Linked DNA regions of Mus musculus: region 2 is linked to region 1. Evidence: chromatin contacts called from public promoter capture Hi-C data. All regions are on one chromosome and are shown on one strand. The core of a region is the stretch at or near the end of the contact, and the rest is flanking DNA. Distances in the headings are between cores, read along the strand shown. Region 1 overlaps Lrrfip1 (leucine rich repeat (in FLII) interacting protein 1). Region 2 holds the start of Espnl (espin-like).

Region 1 (5,674 bases), core at 1,891-4,390:
GAGGGTCACTAGCCTTTGCCAGGTCCCTCTCCCAGGCCTGCTCCTGACTACTCCTCCCTCTCAGGCAGGAAGACCCACAAGTCTGAACAGGAGCTTCTGGGTTTCTTCCCACCAGCAAAGCTGGACATGCTTCATTGACACTTTGTTAAAAGCCGATCCAAATTGCACACCCACCTTCCCAGTGCATACATAGCCCTGGGACACAGAAAAGCATTATGTTAATGCTGGACCTGAATCTTAGAAACAACAGGGCTGATTCTATTCTTTCTTTATGCTTTTTTAGGCACCAAGATGCTGGGTTTGTCACCCTCTGTCCTTGGAACAAACAAGGATACAGTGACCTCTCCATCCTGGCCTCTGTGGGAGACCCATGCAGTAGGATGTGCAGCAAGGCAGGGGTTAAAAGATGGAGTTAACACCACGTCACAGCTCCTGCTCCTGACTTGGGGCAAGTAGGCAGAAATAAACTCCTTCAGATGAAGTAGCCCCCTGAAAGGCATATGTTTTTGCTTGGTTTGAGCTGCCCCAGCCATAATAGGACATAGTTTTTGGTGTCCATATTGGTTCTTGGAAAATACCCCCGGCTTAGTATTTCACCAGGAGTAATTACCAGGAGCCAAAGACAGAAGAAAATGCAAAAGTCAGCTGCAGCCCTCAAGGCTTTGCATCTTGCATCTGTCAGACAGGAAGTGAGGCAGTGCTACACACTGGGGGCAGGGTGGTGCAACCGAAGAGTAAAAGTCACCAAACAAAGGAAGTGATGGTTCATTCCCCTTTAAAAACGTGAATATACCTCTGTGTCCATAGGCTACTGCAAGGGCTAAGACTAAAGGTTTGGGGCTCCCAATGATACAATTCTTAGGAGAGCCAAGATGCATCAGCCCGAATGTAAGTGGCAGGGGACGGAGTTCCACCTCATTCCAGCACCACTCCCCACTCCACTCCCATTCTTCTGTAACTCCGTCCCCACCTCCACTTAGCCTTTCCATCCTAATTAGTGTTAACTGTCAGCACAGCCTAGAATCACCTGAAACCAGAGTCTCAATGGAGTAATTGTCTTTACCATGTTGGTCTGTAAAAGATGATTTTAATTGCTGTAGGGGGTGCTGCCTACTGTAGGCGATACCATCCCTAGACAGTCCTGGGTTTTATAAAAAAGCTAGCCATGGTTCCTACCTCCAAGTTCCTGCCCTGGTGCCCCCTCTATGGCAGACTGTGTCCTGGGGGGTGCAAGCCAGATAAAGCTTTTCCTTCCCAAGTTGCTTTTGGTTGGAAAGCCACAGAAAGAAATGTAGGAAGTGCACACATGCGCGCGCACCCCCCCCCCATATTTTTCTCATGTTAATTGAGCACCTAGAATAGTCTGGTCATGAGTCAACAGTGTTAGGCAATGCAAACCTGCCCTCGCCCTTCATGGGATACACAGACTGGGCTAGAAGATGTTCATCAAATAAATAACATAAACATCAGTTGCACCTGCACGAGCCATGAGGGCAGGTGCGTGGAGAGAGGCAGAAGCTGGGGTTAGAGGATCTAGGCTTGAACCACAGCCAAGCAGAGCCAGGTGACACCTAGGGCATCCTCCTCATCTAAGCCCTACAGCCCACTGGAATCCAAGAGAGCTTCCACAGATCTGAAGCATCCTTCAGGAATGTCTCGGGTGGAGCCAGGACTTGCTGTCTTGTGTACTCATAGAAAAGTGCTGAGCTAGCTGTCTGCCCATTCGAATTTGAAAACAAAGACACCCCCACCCCCCCACCCCCCACCCCCGCCCCCGTGATTCATGTTGTCTAAAGAGGCAAGGCAGGGTCCAGGTGGAGAGCAAGCTTGCACCTATGGGTACGAGATTGGATCTAAAACCTATGGTCCACCAAGTATGGTGGCTCATAATGGTAATCCCAATACTAGAGAGGCTGAGAAAGGTGAAGCCTGATTTCAAGGCTACCTTGGGCAACGCAGTGAATCTCAGGCTACTCTCAATCCCGTAAACTCTGTCTTAAAAATAGAATTAGGGCCAGTGTGATGGCTTAGTGGGTAAAGGTACTTACTGTCACGCCTGATGAGTCTGAACCCAAAGTCTCACATAGAAGGGGAGACCAAGCCCCACTAGTTGCCCTCTGACCCCTCCCCAACATGTGTCATGTCATGCACACATACCCCAAATAAATAATACACAATAAAACCAAAAATCCCCACTCCAACAGTAAGCCCCACTGTTACCTGCATTCGAAGGGAATTGGTCCTTAAAACCGGTGCTCCCTGAGCAGGGTTTGCTGTGTCCCTTGTTTTGAGAGGGTCGTTGCAATGGGAGCCTGTTTGCTTTCCAGGGTCTTGCTGTGGCCCACCTGGGAGCTGGGACCATGAGGCTAGGTTCTCTCATACCCAGCTCTTTCTTGGGTCTCTCTACCTTCTAATGGTGACATGCAAGCTGATGTTTAAAATGTCATCATGTGATTCTCATCAGAAACCCACTGAGATGGTGCGGACTGGACTCACTGTGCTACCGTCTTCCTGTAGAGGACTTGGTTTTAGAAGGGAAGGAGTCTTTGCTCCCATTGAAGTTTCTTAGAAGGGACTTGTTTTTAGGAGGAAAAAAAAATTTAGAGGAAGAAAATTGAGACTAGTTCTTGCTCTGGGGCCAAGCATGGCCTCAGAGTCAAACCTTTCTTCCCCAACCTCTCACATGTTAGAATTACAGGCATGTGCCACCATGCCTGGTAAATTTTAGATGTCTTTGAATACACTTAGTGGCAATGATAAAAGACTGTGCCATCTGGAATCCTGTTAGTGGGGCATTACTCTCAACTGCGGAGAACTGGGGAATGGTGATAGAACAACTCAGTGGGTCACAAGAGTCCTATGACTTGCTTGTCCCTTGTGCCTGCTGTGGCCAACAGCAGCCCTTGAGCTCCACCCTTCTGTGGCCACCTTTGGTGGCCTTGTCTCCATGGCAGCCTTCACACCGGTCACGGAACAGCCGTGAATGTGTGCTGTCTGTTATTTTCAGAGGGGCAGTGACATGCTCAGAGTGAAGCATTCCGTCTGGGTTACTTATCTGTCCCTTTGTGTCTGGGGCTTTCTGAAAAGGGTACAGCTGTCTGCTTTCTGGGCCTGACCTGAGGCCAACCTAACCATAGACAGACCAGGCTAGACCGCCATCTAGTGGAGCCAGCGGGAATAGCAGACCTGTTGGGGCCCTTTGGGGCCCCTGGCTGTTTCAAAAAGGCTGACAAATAGATGCACTTTGTCAATTTGAAGACAAAACTAGATGCACTATATGCTGAAGGGTACATTTCATGTATCTGTGTTGAGAGCAGGAACACAGTTTTAGATTTTTCTCCACATGGTCTCTATATCCCCACCCCAAGTTTTCGTATTCTGCATTAACTATCTATGTTAGAGCAAAGACTTTAAAAAAAAAAAAAACTATGGGACATACAAACTATATTTTTCTCTCTATTGGCTTTTTTTGAGGCCTCCACATGCACACACGTGCTCCCAAACATGAACATGCATACACGAATACATACCCAAGGAGAGGGGAGCAGGGCTCTTCCATTCTGTAAATGCATACACATGTTCACAGTTGTGAACATTCATACATGTGCACACCCCCAAGGAAAATGGAGCAGGGCTCTTTAACTCTGCAGACAGTGAGATATGACTGTCTCAATCGGGGCCTGCCTTAGCATCCCCAGATTGTACAGTTAGGCCAGTGTGAACTTCACACCTGCTAATAACCCCACACATGAGCAGTGGCTAGCTGTGACTCCACTGGTCTGTGCAGCAGGGCCCCTGAGTCCTTGCCATGTGCTAGTTAGACTTGGGACACACCTAGAAAAGAAACGGGCATCGGAGGTGCCCACTGGTCTTGTGTTTGGTGACCATTTTCACTTGCTATTCATGTTGTCTGTGCTCTGTAACCTCAGAGCATGGTGGTTACCATTGTAAACCTGCACAGGTATCCACAGAGTCCCAGGCCACTCATATCTGTGAGTCTGAGATGCAGTGTCACTCCTCTTTTGGTGAAAACTCTTGGGGTCAAAGCTAAGAACTTCTGAACTTGGCATTAAGAGGGCAGCAGGTTCTGATGGTGTTTCAGCATGGTGCCTGCGTGACTGACTTCCCAGAGGCCCAGGAATGGAACTTGGTCTCATAGTAGATGTTGAGCAAAGGAAGGGATAGTCCTTAAGTCAGACTCAGCCTCTGTCCCCAAGACACCCTCTACCCCAGGTGTGTACATCCCTTGGGACCCAGCACCAATGCACACTGCTCTCAGCCTCCTAGACTGCTCCAAGTCCCACTGAGGCTTCTATCTGAGGGAAGGAAGGGCCCCAGAGAGGCAGGAAAGATGGGGAGAGCCAGAGTTTAATAAGAGTTTCTCTTTTTACTTTTTAAATTATAGCACAAGCTAGCGTTTCTTGATTTGTGCAGTTGGTTTGGACTTTTTGTTGTTGTTATTGTTGTTGTTGTTGTTGTTGTTGTTGTGTTTCTTTTGTTTTTTAGCATCAATCTCCAGATCAATACAGGTCTTTGAAATGATCATAGGAGTTGTAATTCAGTGCTTTGTAATATTTGACAGCTGTCCATTTCCCCCACAGGTAGAAGAAAGACCAGACAAAGACTTTGCTGAGAAGGTAAGGATTTCTGTAAGCCTCTGCCTTAGCTTAGTTGTGAAACGAGATGGTCTTGGGTGAGGCTGACAGGAACCCAGTTACTTGGTGCTTAATAAAGTAATCGAATGACAGAGGCTACTAAGAGGGCCACACAACATGATGTTATATCCCCAAAGGAGTCCATCATGAGTTGAAATATGAGGGACAGCGAAGAGCTCATGGCTAACCAGACACCAGTGAGACAGCTCCGAATGAACCCTCTTTATCACTAGCCAGAAGTCCAGTAGAGAAACTGAGTTTAAAAAAGGGTGCTCTGGGGCCAGAGAAATGGCTCAGTGGATAAAGTGATTGCTGCACAAAAGTGACAGCTTGAGTTCAAATCCCCAGCCCACATGTAAAAAGCCGGTGTGTTCACACGGACCTGTAGCCCCAATACTGCAGCTGGCCATCTAGCTCACCGTGCCTCACACACATGCTCATACACAAACATGATCACCTGTGGAAGCTAACATTGACAGAAAAGGTTCTGAGATGTTCAACCCGTTGGTAATTTTGGTTTTACCTAATCACATCTGATCTTCACCCCATTCCAGGGCTCCCGTAACATGCCTAGCCTGTCTGCAGCCACACTGGCATCTCTGGGTGGGACTTCCTCCCGGAGAGGGAGTGGAGATACCTCCATCTCCATGGACACCGAAGCATCCATCAGGGAAATCAAGGTAAAACACTGGGCTCACGTGTGACTTGACAGAACCCCTTGGACAATTAGTTTTGGATTTACAGAGACTTCATTTGTGAGGTTCAAGATCAGTCCCATCTCCTCAGCCTGCCTAAAACATGGTTTGTTCTCCTAACACTGGAGCGAGCTCAGGCAGCATCCCTGGGAGTCCTCCTCCAGCCATCATGCCGTGCTCTCCAGAGGCCGTGCCATCTTTCAACCCATGCTAGCATGTGGATATTTGCTTTTCATTAGACACTGGAGCATTCTGGTCCCCTATCCCCACATCCTTGTTCCAGGACCACAGAAATTGCCCATCCTCTAGCATCTTTTCCCCTTG
Region 2 (5,248 bases), core at 2,462-4,961, 220 kb after region 1:
CCATGTGGTTGCTGGGAACTGAGCTCAGGACCTCTGGAAGAGCAGCCAGTGCTCTTAACCACGGAGTATCTCTCCAGCCCTTGGCTTTTGACTTCTTGGAAGAGGGTGTCACCCTCATCTCCCTGGACCAGAGGGGAGCCTGCTGTCCTGATGGGACATGCTGGGACCTAAGGCTGAAGCCCATGCTTGATGAGAGGAAGTAGTTTTGCTTTCTCAACCCTCCAGACCTCCTGTGGAGGAAGCTATTCTCCATCTGTGCCCAGTGATGACCTGTGTTGATTTAAGTGTGACAGGGATTTTGGGGGTTTAACTACACCAGCATCTCTGGAGTTTTAGGGTTTAACCCAGGCTTGTGAGAGAGAAGAGGATAATGTGACCTGGGTGAGCACAGCCGTAGATAGCCACCCTCAGTACTACCTGGTGCCAAACCTGTAAGCAAGGCAGCCTGTAGGAATCCCAGTGCCCTTGAGGTGGCTGGCTAGAGTACCATTTCAAAGTCAGTCTTAGGAGGCAAAAGAGGGCTGGCCTTTCTGTAGCTGCAGGAAGTAGTTTTCCTGGAGTTCTGCCTGCACTGGGGGAGTCAGCAGGTGGTGGCTGGGAAGCAGGGCCAGAAGGCTGGGAGGGCTAGGAGATGGCTCAAGTCCTGCATCTGGGGACACATTCTGTCTTCACAGGGTACACGGTCCTTGCACAGTGCCGGACACTGCTGGCCAGTGTGGGAGCATCATGCCACTCAAATCACGAGGACCGGTGCGTATTCTTAGCAAAACTCAACTCACAGGGTAATGACAACTCAGAGCCTAGCCCCTGAACTACAGACTCACAGCATGGGAGAAGGGTTCTGCTCCTGGCTGGGAGCAGGTATGGGTCCCTGTGGATCGGAGTGAATGGGTGAATGGGCGTGGCTCTAGGGCAGCAGACAGCAATCAGTCCTGGGTCCAGAGCTGGTGGGACAGTTCAGTGGGCATGTGAATGGTCCCTGTGCTAACCAGGAGAGGAGGACAAGGACCAGGCTCTCCGGAATCAGTGGTTCACAGAAGAGAGAAAGGACCTGGCCACACAGTGCCTGGAGTCCAGCACATGATGGCCGAGGCTCCCTTAGGAGCAGGGAGACTGAGGCCAGCTGGGAAGCAGGGGGGAAGGGGAGGTACAGATGGGAAGGGCACATGGGCTCCCCCAATTAAGCACTAGATGGCATTGCTCAAAGAATGTTTACCATGGCCGGGCGTGGTGGCGCACGCCTTTAATCCCAGCACTTGGGAGGAAGAGGCAAGCAGATTTCTGAGTTTGAGGACAGCCAGGGCTACACAGAGAAACCCTCTCTCGAAAAAACAAAAACAAAAAGGAATGTTTACCATGACTCCAATACAGGAAAGGCCCAGGAGCCAGGGCTCAGTGCAGAGCTGAACATAGTCGGTAGAAGCATGGGAGGAAGGTGTTAGGGCTAGAGAGCAATATGGTTCCCCATGTGAAGCACAAATGGGTACCAGAGAGAAATGGAGAGTGTTAGGGGGGCCTTACCTATGTCGGCTTGGAGGAATGTTTGGGCCAGGGAGTCTGGGGACAGGAAGACCCCAAACGGTGTCATCAGGGCAGGTAGGTGGGCACTGCGGGGACCCAGCACATCCACAGCTTGAGAGCCTGGCTGAGAGGCAGAAGGAGCACAGAGGAAAGTAAGTCCTCACAGCAGCCGATGCTCTCCCTCCTCTGCAGGCCATCCCCAGTGCTGCTGAGCTGCGGCATTCCTGTGGACGTGGCCCGGAATGCAGTCCGGCTCAGCGTGGGCCGCGGTACCACCAGGGCTGATGTGGATCTCATCGTACAGGACCTGAAGCAGGCCGTGGCCCAACTGGAAGGGCGGCTCTAGAACTAGCAGCCGCTCTCTGTAGCCAGCTGGACTTTTACCACTCGATCCATAGGAAACCGCTTGCAAAAGCCCTTGGTCCCTAAGCTGCCCCATCTCAAGAGCTGCGTTGAGGTGACTTGTCCTACTGTGGGGTGCAGAGTGACGAGGGGCTGCCCACCGCACAGAATCCCACCCCAGCACCCATCCTTACAAGCTCAGGACAGCCATGTCACATAGGACTTCTCCCTGTCACCTTCTGACAAAGGCCACAGGGGAATAGGAATATTCCAGTTATCGGGCAGCCTGCCAGGACCGCCTGACCCCAGAAGGCACCTTGGTCAGAAGACAAAACCCAAGTCTTGGTCCGGTGTCACTTAGCTGCTAGTGTGAGAATAGGAAAGTTGATTTTGACTCCCCCTCCTACCCCCAACCCCCCACCCCCGTGCTTCCCCTGTGCACCTACAGACACACCCTTCTCCAGTGCAGCCCTGCCTCTGCCCTCAGCCAGCCACTGCCCACCTGCCTCCCTGGCCTGATGGTCCGCAGATGTCCCATGCCTTGTCCCCGGAAGTCGAAGCTTACCCTGCCTTCTACTCAGGGATCCACCTCCAGCGTGGTACCGGGAGGCTGGTGCCTGAGCTCAGTCTTTGCCAAAGTGGGAAATCTGATCATTTCTCGCTCAGATTCCATTTTAATTTTATTTTGCAAAAGGCTGTGCCATCTTAAGGATGTGTGGCACACATCGCACCAAGGTTTATATAGGAATGTCTTCCTGGAGGCTGCTTTTTGGGTCTGTGGACCAAAGGATGACGCAACCCGTGAAAACAGTTGTCAGAAATTAAATGAACTAATGAAACATGTCTGCACCTGCTGAAGTGGCCTGGGCTTTCTCTGGCGGTGGTGGGAGAATCTCTGTCTTGCTGCTCGCAGGGATGTACACTTGTCTATCTGAGCTGAAGGGGAGGAGGTTTCTGATGTACCTTGTGAAATGACACTGCAGCCCCGGGGCTTGAAAGGGACTTCTGGTAGCCTGAGGTTGGTCTCTGATCAGCAGCTTCCTATAGCACCATGGTGACCCCACATTAGTCCTGACTTCCCCAGCCAAGGACCATGGATGGTCCAGACTCCCAAGAGTGCTGTGGCCAGAGGGGGCAATGTGGGCCTGTGAGGTCATCCCCTCAGCCTTACCTTAATCCAGCAGCCAAGGCAAGCTCCTCCAGTGTCGGTGCTGAGAACAGCCAAGGACTGGATTTCAGATACAAGCCAGCCAGGCACAGTTGCACACACCTTTAATTCCAGCAATGGGTGGATAGAGACGGGTGGATCACTGTTCTCTGTGAGTTCCAGACCACTACTTAGTGAGACCCTGTCTCAAGTAAACACACACACACACACACACACACAGAATGTGTATGTCTGTGTCTTGGGTGCCTTGGGTGATGGCATTTAGACTCTAAGGCTATCGCAGTGGGTCTCCTGGGTAGCCTGCTAGTCTATCACTGAAGTGTTTCCTGGGGCAGGTTTCTGAGCCTGAGCTGACTATAGCTGTGAGCACCGCTCGCTGGCTGGCTGGCTGGCTGGCAGGCTGGAGACCCATCCCAGGCCAGGAGCCCTGCTGAGGGGTGCTCTCACTTCACTCTGTAGATGGTAGGGCTCCAGCCGCTGAGTGGAATCTGCCAGCCTGACTTGCATACCCTTCCCCCAGGCCCGCACTCTTCATGCTTGGAAGGGCCAGGCACCCAGCCCGAGTTGCTTGGGCCAGGCTTTGAGGGCCAGTCTCCAGAGCCTGCCCCCCTCTTGCTGCCTCCCATCTGCCCCGGGAGCTGCTTATCAGGTAACCAGAGCCTTCAGCAGCGTCCACGCCTGAAACAGGAAGCCGTGCCGGGCCTGTACACAAGCCACTACTGAGAGTCAGACTTGAGGATGGAGGCGCAGCAGGCACTGGTGGCCTCCAAGGATGGGGATATGGCCACCTTGGAACGGCTATTTGAGGCTGGTGCCCTAAGACCAGACATCACTGATGATCTGGGGGCTGGCCTGGTGCATCATGCCACCCGGGCTGGTCACCTGGACTGTGTCAAGTTCCTGGTACAGAGAGCCAAGCTGCCAGGCAACCAGCAGGCACACAACGGGGCCACACCAGTGCACGATGCAGCAGCCACGGGCAACCTGGCAGAGCTGTGCTGGCTGGTCCGTGATGCGGGCTGCGGGCTGCAGGTAAGCTAGAACAGGACGGCTCTGTGCCTGTTTGTGAGGTGAGGTGAGTCCAGAAAGTCCGATCCCTAGAAGGCCCTGAGCTCTCAGTCAGAGATGTGTGCCTCTGCCTCTCCCAACCCATCCCTTCCCCCCTAAAAAACGCATAAAGCCCTTAAACACCAGCCACAACCTCAGATGTATCCAGCACTGGCACAGAAAAGTCACTGGGGTTTTTCCACACCTCCCTCAGCAAGGAGCACCCAGGGCTGCCAACGATGGCCTTGCCTGTGTTCAGGATCTCATCTCTGATCAGACCTGATCACCAGACCTGATCAAAGGGTCGAGGAGTGGATTTAAAAAGTGGCTTTGGGTACGCAGGATCTTGTACCCCTAGGGACACAGACTGTGGTAGTGAGAAGGCTCTCGAGTATGGCGACCATCTTGCTAGAACATTTCTATCAGAGCTACCAGCCTCCTACTTGCTTGCATGCCTAGACCTGCTTGGTACAGGCAAGGGACTTAGAGTTGTTAGCCGTGGCTGCCTTCTTGAGAGCTCGAAACAATCAACAGAGTTGGATAGAGATGGAGACACCTCCACGTGGCATAGAGCAGTGTGGTTCAGCCTCCACAGCATTGTTCACGGATCTATCCAATGACCCCGAGGGTAAAGGGCAGACAGACACTGAACTGTCTCTAGATTCACATTGGATCATAGCACCCTCAGGGAATGGCCAGGTCTACTGGATGCTTGACACCTTGAAGAGAAATGCCTTGGGGACCATCAGGGAGAGGGGAGAAGCCCAGAGGTCTAGAGGCTGGTGCCCTGGAACAGCCATGGTGGGAATCACTGTGCTATTAGAATTCTTTCTGAGCATGTGCAGAACGTACAGGGACTCAGCTGATGAGGATGGTAAGCAGCTGGGGTGGGGTGGGGTCCAGCTTCTTCCTCAGTCAGGGTGTTCCTTCAGTCTCAGTAGGGGGTGGAGGAACTGGAGAGGGACTGCAGACATTCTAGGGTCCTAGGGCTGCACTGGGACCTGCATAGACTCGGTGTCCTGCTTATGCCCCGGTAGGACCAAGATGCCTCAGGTGTCTCTCCGCTGCACCTGGCTGCCCGGTTTGGACACCCAGCCCTGGTGGAGTGGTTACTCCGTGAGGGCCATGCAGCCACACTGGAGACGCTGGAAGGGGCCTTACCACTGCACC

What was found. Promoter capture Hi-C pulls out the DNA fragments that hold promoters and counts their contacts.
Region 2: a contact with region 1 is called in a promoter capture Hi-C map of liver, with 2.3 times the contacts expected there. The contact joins the promoter of Espnl here to the enhancer-like site in region 1. A contact is called at or near these places in 4 of 39 promoter capture datasets (the 3T3-L1 cell line, the C10 cell line, liver and 1 more), 5 of 484 Hi-C or Micro-C datasets (B cells, double positive thymocytes, liver and 1 more), 1 of 115 datasets of contacts at active chromatin or transcription factors (pancreatic cancer cells) and 2 of 9 other capture datasets (adipose tissue and liver).

Annotation. Positions count from the first base shown.
Region 1 is chr1:91,095,976-91,101,649 of GRCm38.p6, forward strand. Lrrfip1 (leucine rich repeat (in FLII) interacting protein 1) reads left to right here. Exons shown (of 25, transcript NM_001310732.1): 13 at 4,602-4,637; 14 at 5,210-5,335. Among named protein-coding and RNA genes, the nearest start is that of Lrrfip1, 45 kb to the left of the region's middle. Within about 2 kb of position 3,141, at least 105 of the 459 cell types and tissues checked have an H3K27ac peak or open chromatin away from gene starts, as enhancers often do. A contact at or near this core is called in B cells, liver and pancreatic cancer cells, where this site is marked.
Region 2 is chr1:91,318,364-91,323,611 of GRCm38.p6, forward strand. It overlaps Espnl (espin-like), which reads left to right and starts at 3,712. Exons shown (of 9, transcript NM_001033292.3): 1 at 3,712-4,063; 2 at 5,116-5,248. The coding sequence starts at 3,770. Scly (selenocysteine lyase) reads left to right here. Exons shown (of 12, transcript NM_016717.3): 11 at 675-750; 12 at 1,714-2,717. The coding sequence ends at 1,867.